3 separate regions of the Sus scrofa genome follow, and all the other regions are linked to region 2. Evidence: chromatin contacts called from public HiChIP or PLAC-seq data. All regions are on one chromosome and are shown on one strand. The core of a region is the stretch at or near the end of the contact, and the rest is flanking DNA. Distances in the headings are between cores, read along the strand shown.

Region 1 (2,939 bases), core at 295-2,794, 200 kb after region 2:
AAGACTGTGGTTCAAGGCCTTCTACCCCTTAATGAGCATCATCTTAGATGGGCCCTGGGTGATGTACCATGGCCTCCTGGAGGATATTCGAAAACAATGCCTGATCAGATGGCCTCTGCTCCAGGCAGTTCTGCTCCAAGACCCACACAAGAAAATGCCCTTGTCAGTCTACATTCCTCAGAAAAGACATTTCCCTGAAGCCCAGAGGCAGCAGAAGTTGTCCCATGACTGAGGACCTTGGTTTCTGTCTTCCTTGATCCTGGCCAAACCCAGCCCTGCCGAAGTCTTTCCTGTGATGTGGGCCACAAGATTCTTATCTGGGAATATAAAGAAGTTGACTGGAGTTCCCGTCGTGGCTCAGTGGTTAAGGAATCCGACTAGGAACCATGAGGTTGTGGGTTCGATCCCTGGCCTTGCTCAGTGGGTTAAGGATCTGGCGTGGCCGTGAGCTGTGGTGTAGGTTGCACATGCGGCTCGGATCCCGCGTTGCTGTGGCTCTGGCGCAGGCCCCTGGCTACAGCTCCAATTCGACCCCTAGCCTGGGAACCTCCATATGCTGTGGGAGTGGCCCAAGAAAATGGCAAAAAGACAAAAAAAAAGAAAAAAAAAAAGAAGTTGACTATGTGAAGTACTTAAGAAAGCACTCGGCACATCATAAGCCTTCTAGCCGTGCCCCTACCTCATAGGGTAGGTGTCAGGATTACATTAGATTATCCATGTAAAATGAATAGCATTTGGAGTTCCCTGTTGGCCTGGCAGTTAAAGGATCTGATGTTGTCACTGCTGTGGCTCAGGTCGCTGCTGTGGTAAATGTTCCATCCCTAGCCTTGGTACTTCCACATGCTGCAGCATGTGGCCAAAAAAATTTTTTTTAAATAAATAAAATGAGGAGTTCCCGTCGTGGCGCAGTGGTTAACGAATCCGACTAGGAACCATGAGGTTGCGGGTTCGATCCCTGGCCTTGCTCAGTGGGTTCAGGATCCAGCGTTGTCGTGAGCCGTGGTGTAGGTCGCAGACGTGGCTCGGATCCAGCGCTGCTGTGGCTCTGGCGTAGGCTGACGGCTACAGCTCCAATTGGACCCCTAGCCTGGGAACCTCCATATGCCGCGGGAGTGGCCCAAGAAATAGCAAAAAGACAAAAATAAATAAATAAATAAATAAATAAAATCATTAGCATTCAATAAATGTTAGGTCCTTGGTCAAGGAGTACCTCAGTTGCTGTAAATTCCACTCATGAATCTATATCTTCAAGAAGCTTGTGGGATCAAAGGTTCTGTTTAGGAAGAGGAATTGATACTCAACACCAAGGTCTATAAATCCCACGCATTCAGAGTTTAAAGAGGCTGGAACAAGGAATCCCCACATCTCCCCACCTGCACCCCATTCCAGTGTCATGACTCTCATGAAGATAGCCAATGATCTCTTTCTTGGTCCGTTCAATGGATGTTTTCAACCCTCATTTTCTGTGACCTTTATCTTTCACTAGGCAGCGCTGGCACTGCTGAGTCACTGTTCTCTTCATGAGATGTTGCGTTGGCTTATGTGTCATCACGCCCTCCAGGTTTTCCTCTTTCTCTCTGGCCACTCCTTCTAACTCTCCTTTGCAGATGCTTCTTCCTGCAGCCCTCTCTTCACTGCTGGTGACCAGCAGGATCTTTCTTAGGCAGGCTTCTCTTCTCACTAGACATATTTTCCCTTAGGCAATCTTATCCACACCCATGGGTCAATGACCCGTATGCTCATGACTCCTAAATCTCTAGCCCAGTTCTCTCTTCTGAATTCCACACCCATAGCTCTGAGAGCCAGCCGGACTTTTCCTCATGGATGTCTTACAAGCACCTCTAACCCTTCAAGGTCCTAATTCAACCCACCATCCTCACCTCCACAAACAACTTTGCACCTCTTCCTGTGTTCTCTATCTCCCTCTCTGTCATCACCTACATCTATCCATGAAGAGGTAGCTCTACTTCTAGAATATACCCTGCATTAATCCATTTTTCTGTTTCCATTAGCACCACCCTAAACCAGGACATTGGCATCTCTCACCTATAACAGCTTTCTTCTTGTTGTTCTTCTTATTCTTGTTCTTGTTCTTCTCCTTCTTCTTCCTCTTGTTCTTCTCCTTCTTCTTCTTCCTCCTCTTGTTCTTGTTCTTCTCCTTCTTCCTCCTCTTGTTCTTGTTCTTCTCCTTCTTCTTCCTCTTGTTCTTGTTCTTCTCCTTCTTCTTCCTCTTGTTCTTGTTCTTCTCCTTCTTCTTCCTCTTGTTCTTCTCCTTCTCCTTCTTCTTGTTCTTGTTCTCCTCCTTCTTCTTCTTCCTCTTGTTCTTCTCCTTCTTCTTCTTTGTTTTTTTAGGGCCACACCCACAGTCTATGGAGGTTCCCAGGCTAGGGGTCGAATCAGAGCTATAGCCGCTGGCCTATACCATGGCCACAGCAGTGCGGGATCCAAGCCACATCTGCGACCTACACCACAGCTCACAGCAATGCTGGATCTTTAACCCACTGAGTGAGGCCATGGATCGGAAGTGCATCCTCATGGATGCTAGTCAGATTCATTTCCACTGAGCCATGCCGGGAACCCCTGTAACAGCTTTCTAATGGGTCCCTTCCCTCCTGCTTGTCCCCTTACCAGTTCACCCCCCACACTAAAGCTGGAGGGAGTGTTCTGAAACAGCACAGATGATCAGGACACTCATCTGCTTAAAATCTCTTGACGACTCCTCAGAGATTTTAGCTGATAATAATTATAGCTTGCACTTATATAGTACTTAATATGTGCCAGGCATTTCTCTGAGACATATATTGCCAATATCCAAGAAACAACCGAGACCTCGCAGCTATGTGAGTGAGCTTGAAACTGGATTATCCAGCCCCAGTCAAGCCTTGAGATGGCTGCTCCAGCCAACAGCTTGATTGCAACTGAACCTGAATTACCTGCAT
Region 2 (3,300 bases), core at 520-3,019:
CGTTAGTAAAGAAGAGAAAGGCACAGATATTCCAAGGACAGCAGAAAATTCAGATTGTGTTTTTATTCTTAACATTTCCTTTTGGGTGTGCCTGACATTTGAGAAATTGAAGGACTTTTAACTAAAGAAGGAAGCCACACGTGACCAAATACAAGAAGCCACGGAAAAGGACTCTTTAGTTAATGTCTCCGTGTTAGGCAAGGGGAATACTTTCCATTCTGTTCTCTCTCCACGTTCATCTGTTTACCTGGCCCATGCATGCTTCACAAATGTGAGTGAAGCAAGGGAGATAAAGGGATTAGGTTTGAAGTGTATTTCTGGGATAGCCAAGGCCAAGGCAGAGCTATGCTAACTGAAGTGGAATCTCCTAAGCATCTGTAAACTCCTATACACAACTGGCCAGATGCTCTCACTAATGCTTTTGGCAACTCCTAATCCTCCACCTTGGTGGTTTTTTTCTCTCACACATCTAGATGGGCTGAGGGCCAATTACTGTAAATTTTTATCTATCTGTGTAGGGTGTATGTGTGTGTGTGTGTGTGTGTGTGTGTGTGAGAGAGAGAGAGAGACAGAGAAAGAGCGCTAATTCTGGTCTGTTGATTAAAGCCTTTGGTCATGTTTAAGATTTTTCTGATGCAGGCTAATCAGTAGACTTTAGCACTTGGACATATAAGAACATTGAGTCTTTTTGAATTTCTTTATACTTGGAATTCAAAAATATTCATTAGCATATAAGAACTACTAGACTGTTTCAATTTCATAACCTATTATAATGAAAGCAATCCTTGGAAGACAAGAAATACAAGAGAGGCAGCATTCTATACAGGGTTTTAGTCCTGGTTCAGCAGCTTGCTGAGCTGTAGGATCTGGAATAAATTAAATAACCTCTTGGTTGTTTCCTCATCTGTAAAATGAGAAAGTTGGATTCAGATTGTAAGATATCGTGGAGCAGTAAAAGTTTTAAAAATGAAGGACAGTGAGGGCAATGACAGGTATAGACATTAAAAACAAAAAACAGGAGTTCCCATTGTAGTTCTGCAGGTTAAGAACCCTAGTATCCATGAGGATATGGGTTCAACCCCTGGCCTCACTCAGTGAGTTCAGGATCCAGCATTGCTGTGAGCTGTGGTGTAGGTTACAGATGCAGCTCAGAATATGCGTTGCTGTGCCTGTGGTTAGGCTGGCAGCTGCAGCTCTGATTTGACCCCTAGCCCGGAAACTTCCATATGCTGGAGGTGTGGCCATAAAAAGAAAAAAAAAATCCCCCAAACCTATCATTTACTACCACTATCATTTCATAAAATATAGAACATGTCAAATTCCCCAAAATTAGAAGTATATATCTTATAATAAGAAGCAATTCTTTAAATGGAAAAAAGTTGAGCTTTAAAAAATACCATGGCCTACAGTCCTTATTTTCCTCACTTCATCATAGGCCAGTAAAAACTCTTCACTGGCCAGGGTACGGGTCTCAAAGTCAATGTTTGGGAACCCCTGGACTAGGCAATTTTCAAGAGCTAAGGCTCAAACACTAAAATTCTAATTTTAGGTGCTCTGTTACATCCTTTCATTCTATATTATGGTCTAGAGTAGGTGCCTCAGTGAAGGACAGTACTATAATGCTTAGATTCTGGAAGATCAGAAATATCTTTAAATCAGTTTGAGAAATAGTACCTAGAATAAGCTTCAATTTATTGGAGAAAGTAGACACTACTACAGATTAAACTCCATCTGTTCCCTGGACACTTCCTACTAAGCTCATGTTTACAGATGAGGAAATAGAGGCAAAGGGAAGCTAAGTAGCTTGTCAAAAACCCACAGCCTATATGCCTCCATAGTCAGAACTGAAACTCCAACCTGTGACTCCATTTTTGATGATACTCAAAAGGAAAAGACTGTATTGAGATTTGAATTATCACTTCCCCTTTCATAAACGAGTGACAGATGGTTTAAATTTTAGAAGCTGCACAGAGCAAAAGGTTTTCCTATTTTAATTTCCCAAATATTGCCTTTTTAACACAAACATAAATATTGGCAGGGTTTTTCCAAAATAAAGAGGAAAGATGACTATGAGTTTGGTCACTTAATTTTCTCCAAAAGCGGACAAGATTACAAATTTAGAATTTTTAAAGGACAAATACTTACAGATTTCTTCTTTTTCTCTTAAGAAGAACCTGTCTATTGTTCGTGCTTTCAATCTGCAATAAAAGACAACATGTATGGGTACAGTGACATGAGAACAGATCTTTAAAAAGAAACTTTCGGAGTACCCGTCGTGGTGCAGTGGAAACGAAACCAACTAGGAACCATGAGGTTGCAGGTTCAACCCCTAGCCTTGCTCAGTGGGTTAAGGATTCGGCATTGCCATGAGCTGTGGCGTAGGTCGCAGATGTGGCTCAGGTCCTGCATTGCTGGGGCTGTGGCGTAGGCCGGTGGCTACAGCTCCGTTTCGACCCCTAGCCTGGGAACCTCCATATGCTGCAAGTACGGCCCTAAAAAGCAAAATAAATAAATAAATAAATAAGCAGAAGGCTGAGTAGACACTTTTCCAAAGGAGACATACAGATGGCCAAAAGGTACATGAAAAGGTGCCCAATCTCACTAATCATCAGGGAAATGCAAGTCAGAACGACAATGAGACAGCACCTCACACCTGTTAGAATGGCTGTCATCAAAAAGACAAGAGATAACAAGTGTTGGTGAGGATGTGGAGAAAAGGGAGCCCTCCCACACTGTTGGTAGGAATATAAGTTGGTAGGGCCACTATAAAACATAGCATGGCGGTTCCTCAAAAAAATTAAAAATAGAACTATCATAGGATCCAGCAATCCCGCTCCCACTTCTGCTTATACATGCAAAGGTAATGAAACAGGATATTAAAGATCTCTTCAATGCACTTGTATGTTTATTGAAGCACTATTCGCAATAGTCAAGACATGAAAACAGCCTAAGTGTCTGCCAAGGAGCGACTGGATGGAGACAATGTGATGTATATATCCAGTGGCGCATACTTGGCCACGAGAAAAAAGGAAATTCTGCTCTCTGCAACAGCATAGATGGACCCTGAGAGCATTACAGTTAGTGAGATAAGCCAGATAAAGAAAGACAAATAGGGTGTGATATCACTTATATGTGGAATCCAAAAAAGCTGAACTTAAAGAAACAGAGAGTAGAATGCTGCTTGCCAGAGACTGGTTGGGGTGGTAGAGGAATTGGGGAGATGTTGTTAAAGGGTTCAAGGTTCCACCCAGAAGATGAATAAGTTCTGGGGATCTAATGCACAGCGTAGTAATTACGGTC
Region 3 (3,261 bases), core at 537-3,036, 140 kb after region 2:
TAATAGAAAAAAAGAAACTAAAACAAACATTGAAAAAGAAACTGGGGAGAAATAGAAACAATGCAGGGAGCAGAAGGAGCCATAAGATAAACCCTGTAATTAAGATTTTCAGAGAGGAGTTCCCATCGCGGCGCGGCGGAAACGAATCCAACTAGGAACCATGAGGTCATGGGTTCGATCCCTGGCCTCACTCAGTGGGTTAAGGATCCGGCGTTGCCGTGAGCTATGGTGTAGGTCACAGACACGGCTCAGATCCCACGCTGCTGTGGCTCTGGCGTAGGCCGGTGGCTACCACTTCAGATTCGACGCCTAGCCTGGGAACTACCATGTGCCGAGGGTGTGGCCCTAAAAAGACAAAAAGACCAAAAAAGAACGAGCTCTTAAAAAGTCGAACGACTAGAGTAGAATTGTTTTTAATTCAGCAGAAAGAACGTATATTTTAAAAATCTCTAGAGTGCAGAATTAAATGGCTATGAGGTTAGGAAATAAAGACAGGATATAAGAATTAAAGAACCATTATCCATTGTGAGCTCCCAGAGAGAGAAGAGGGGAAAAATGGAGCCGAAATAATCGAACAGAATAATGGAAGTATATCCCCCAGCAGAAGGAAATGAGTTACCTAAGGGCTAAGTATCCAGTACAATGACTATAAGACACATGCTGAGGCACATGGTCATAAAATTTCAGAATTTGAAGGATAACCTCTTCAAAAAATTACCTCCCATGAACACTTTGCAGGAAGCCATTGGAGTGTGTGCATCACCATGACAAGGGAGTGGCCAGAAGATGACATGGGATCCAGGAAACAAAGGGTCCAACACAAGAGACTGATGACAAAAAGTCCCAGGATGAAGGTAAAGGGAAGACAGCCATGCTGTAGGCTAGAGACAGGTAGATGGAAGGTTCTGAGAGGATGTCTCCATAAAAAAAAAAAAATCAGATTATCTGATGTGTTGACTTTATTGAGAAGAGTATTAGATCATTTGGGGAAGTCTGGGGTTGGATTAGTAATGATAACCATATAAAAACTAAGTGAGTGAGGAGTTCCCACTGTGGCCCAGCAGTAATGAGCCTGACTAGTATCCATGAGAATGTGGGTTCGATCCCTGGCCTCACTCAGTGGGTCAAGGACCCGGAGTTGCCATGAGCTGTGGTGTAGGTCGCAGATGTGGCTCGGATCTGGTGCTGCTGTGGCTGTGGCGTAGATCAGTAGCTGTAGCTCTGATTCAACCCCTAGCCTGGGAAAAATCCCCTATGCCACAGGTGTGGCCCTAAAAAGACCAGAAAAAAAAAAAAAAAACTGAGTGAACTAAAAGGAAACTATTATCAACTCCAAGCCAAACAGGACATTTGTATATGTGTATGTTGCAGGGGGGAGGGTTGAAAGGGAACAAAATCATGATAATTCATATAGAAAGGGAAATAGAAAATGCTTAAAATTAAAACATCAAGAGAGAGCAGTATCAACTGTAAGTCAGGAACTGAAATACCAAAGCAAACCCCCAAACCAACCAAGAGAAGTGAGAGTGGTTCCCTCTTAAAAGAAGGACACAGGAAATGGGAAGTGTGGAGATTTCTGGGTTTGTTTTTTCTTTTCAATACCAGGACTCCTGGTACTATCCATTCAACTATGTGCACGGATTGCTTGGACAATACTAGTAACTGCTGAGAAGGGTTTCTGTGGGGTTTAAAGAACAGAATGCAAGTAAAGCTCGCAGCGTAGCCCTTGGAGTGTACGTGTTATTGAAAGTCCTTGTTACATAATAGGCACGAAAACTGTTTAAAGTGCCAAGTTGTTATAACACCAGCTACAGAGAGCTGTAATCAGGAAGGTCAATCAGCCGTATAGTGTGTTCAAAGTCATGTGATTCTTGGTGTCTCAGACACTTTGGAACTTTAAGGCTACTTCCTATCTTCTACTCACACGCAAAATGGAGAGCTTTTACTTCCGCTATTCCATCTCCTCCACTGCTGGGAGCCAAGAAAGAGATCTACGTTTGGGCACCTCTGACATCTAGCCCCAGATGTGAGGTGAGGAACAGCACAATAAATGCCGTGGCTTTCTTTTGTAGAGCCCACGAGACCTGGTTTCTTTAAAGGAAAAAAAAAATCTCAGGCTGGATGGACTTTTCTCCAGCATCGCAAAGGTACTGGTGCCTCTAGCCCTGAAGACAATGACTCTCCCTGCTACTGGAGCCATCAGGTCTCTGGACTCTCAGGCAAAGAGAATGGAAGCTGAATGAACAGCTTAAGAATATCGTAGGGTCTTCACATCTGGAAGTGTAGCTGGGGAAGTTTTATTCTCCCAGACTCCCCCCAGCTTGAAAGCGTCTAACTCTGTTTTCTTTGTTGTTTGGGTTTTTTCTTCCTCCCATTTAATTGCACACTAGAACCATGTTTTGAGACAGTCTGATTTTGATTAAAGGTCTCGTCACACCATAGTCAGGATAACTTTTTTTCTTTTTAGGGCCGCACCTGCAGCACATGGAAGTTCTCAGGCTAGGGGTTGAATTGGAGCAGCAGCTGCCAGCCTATATCACAGCCACAAGGCCAGATCTGACACCACAGCTCATGGCAAAGTCTGATCCTTAACCCACTGAGCAAGGCTAGGGATCAAACCCGGATCCTCATGGATACCAGTCGGGTTTGGGTTCATTACCACTGAGCCACAATAGGAATTCCAGGATAACCTTTCTCGTACCACAACCTAGTAGAAAGTTGGTAGAATAAAAGAGAGAGCCTAGGTCGTGTGGTGTCTGATAAAAGCCCTGACTCTGGGTCAGATGAACCTGGGTTTGCCTCAATTTTATCATTTCACTGTCACATTAAGCAAGCTGCTTAACCTCCATATGCCTTAATTTCTCAACTAGCAAGTGGGAATGACAACATCCATTCTCTAAGATTCTCACAAGAGCTAAATCACCTCACACGGCACTTGGGGCATAGTAAGCACTTTGGAAAACGCTAAGCACTCATCTATTCATCATGCCTTCTCGGGAAGAGAACCTGCTCCTTTCCAGATGAGATCTGGAAATCGAAAAGTTACTTAAGCCTACAGTTTCCACTTTATCATCCAAACTGGAAATACACCAAATCTAAAGGAATCCCCAAACTTATCAAACATACTTTTCATTTCTCCAACCGGGTCAAAGGAAAATGGCTTTCAAAAATTCATCTATGAGTGGATAAGCCATGAGATCCTGCTGCATGTACAGCGAGGGAACTATGTCTAATCACTTGTGATAGAACATGATGGAGGAT

The links. HiChIP or PLAC-seq counts read pairs in DNA pulled down with a chosen protein or histone mark.
Region 1: an H3K27ac HiChIP or PLAC-seq map of alveolar macrophages shows a contact between it and region 2. The contact joins two enhancer-like sites. A contact is called at or near these places in 2 of 2 datasets of contacts at active chromatin or transcription factors (alveolar macrophages and skeletal muscle).
Region 3: an H3K27ac HiChIP or PLAC-seq map of alveolar macrophages shows a contact between it and region 2. The contact joins two enhancer-like sites. A contact is called at or near these places in 4 of 47 Hi-C or Micro-C datasets (adipocytes, adipose tissue, epiblast stem cells and 1 more) and 1 of 2 datasets of contacts at active chromatin or transcription factors (alveolar macrophages).

What each region holds. Positions count from the first base shown.
Region 1 is chrX:90,009,072-90,012,010 of Sscrofa11.1, forward strand. No RefSeq gene overlaps it. Among named protein-coding and RNA genes, the nearest start is that of TMEM164, 95 kb to the right of the region's middle. Within about 2 kb of position 1,545, at least 1 of the 83 cell types and tissues checked has an H3K27ac peak or open chromatin away from gene starts, as enhancers often do. A contact at or near this core is called in alveolar macrophages, where this site is marked.
Region 2 is chrX:89,804,077-89,807,376 of Sscrofa11.1, forward strand. ACSL4 (acyl-CoA synthetase long-chain family member 4) reads right to left here. Exons shown (of 16, transcript NM_001038694.1): 2 at 2,146-2,198. Among named protein-coding and RNA genes, the nearest start is that of ACSL4, 32 kb to the right of the region's middle. Within about 2 kb of position 1,770, at least 3 of the 83 cell types and tissues checked have an H3K27ac peak or open chromatin away from gene starts, as enhancers often do. A contact at or near this core is called in alveolar macrophages, where this site is marked.
Region 3 is chrX:89,947,750-89,951,010 of Sscrofa11.1, forward strand. The region is part of intron 3 of LOC110257796 (a long non-coding RNA gene); the gene reads right to left. Among named protein-coding and RNA genes, the nearest start is that of ACSL4, 110 kb to the left of the region's middle. Within about 2 kb of position 1,787, at least 5 of the 83 cell types and tissues checked have an H3K27ac peak or open chromatin away from gene starts, as enhancers often do. A contact at or near this core is called in alveolar macrophages, where this site is marked.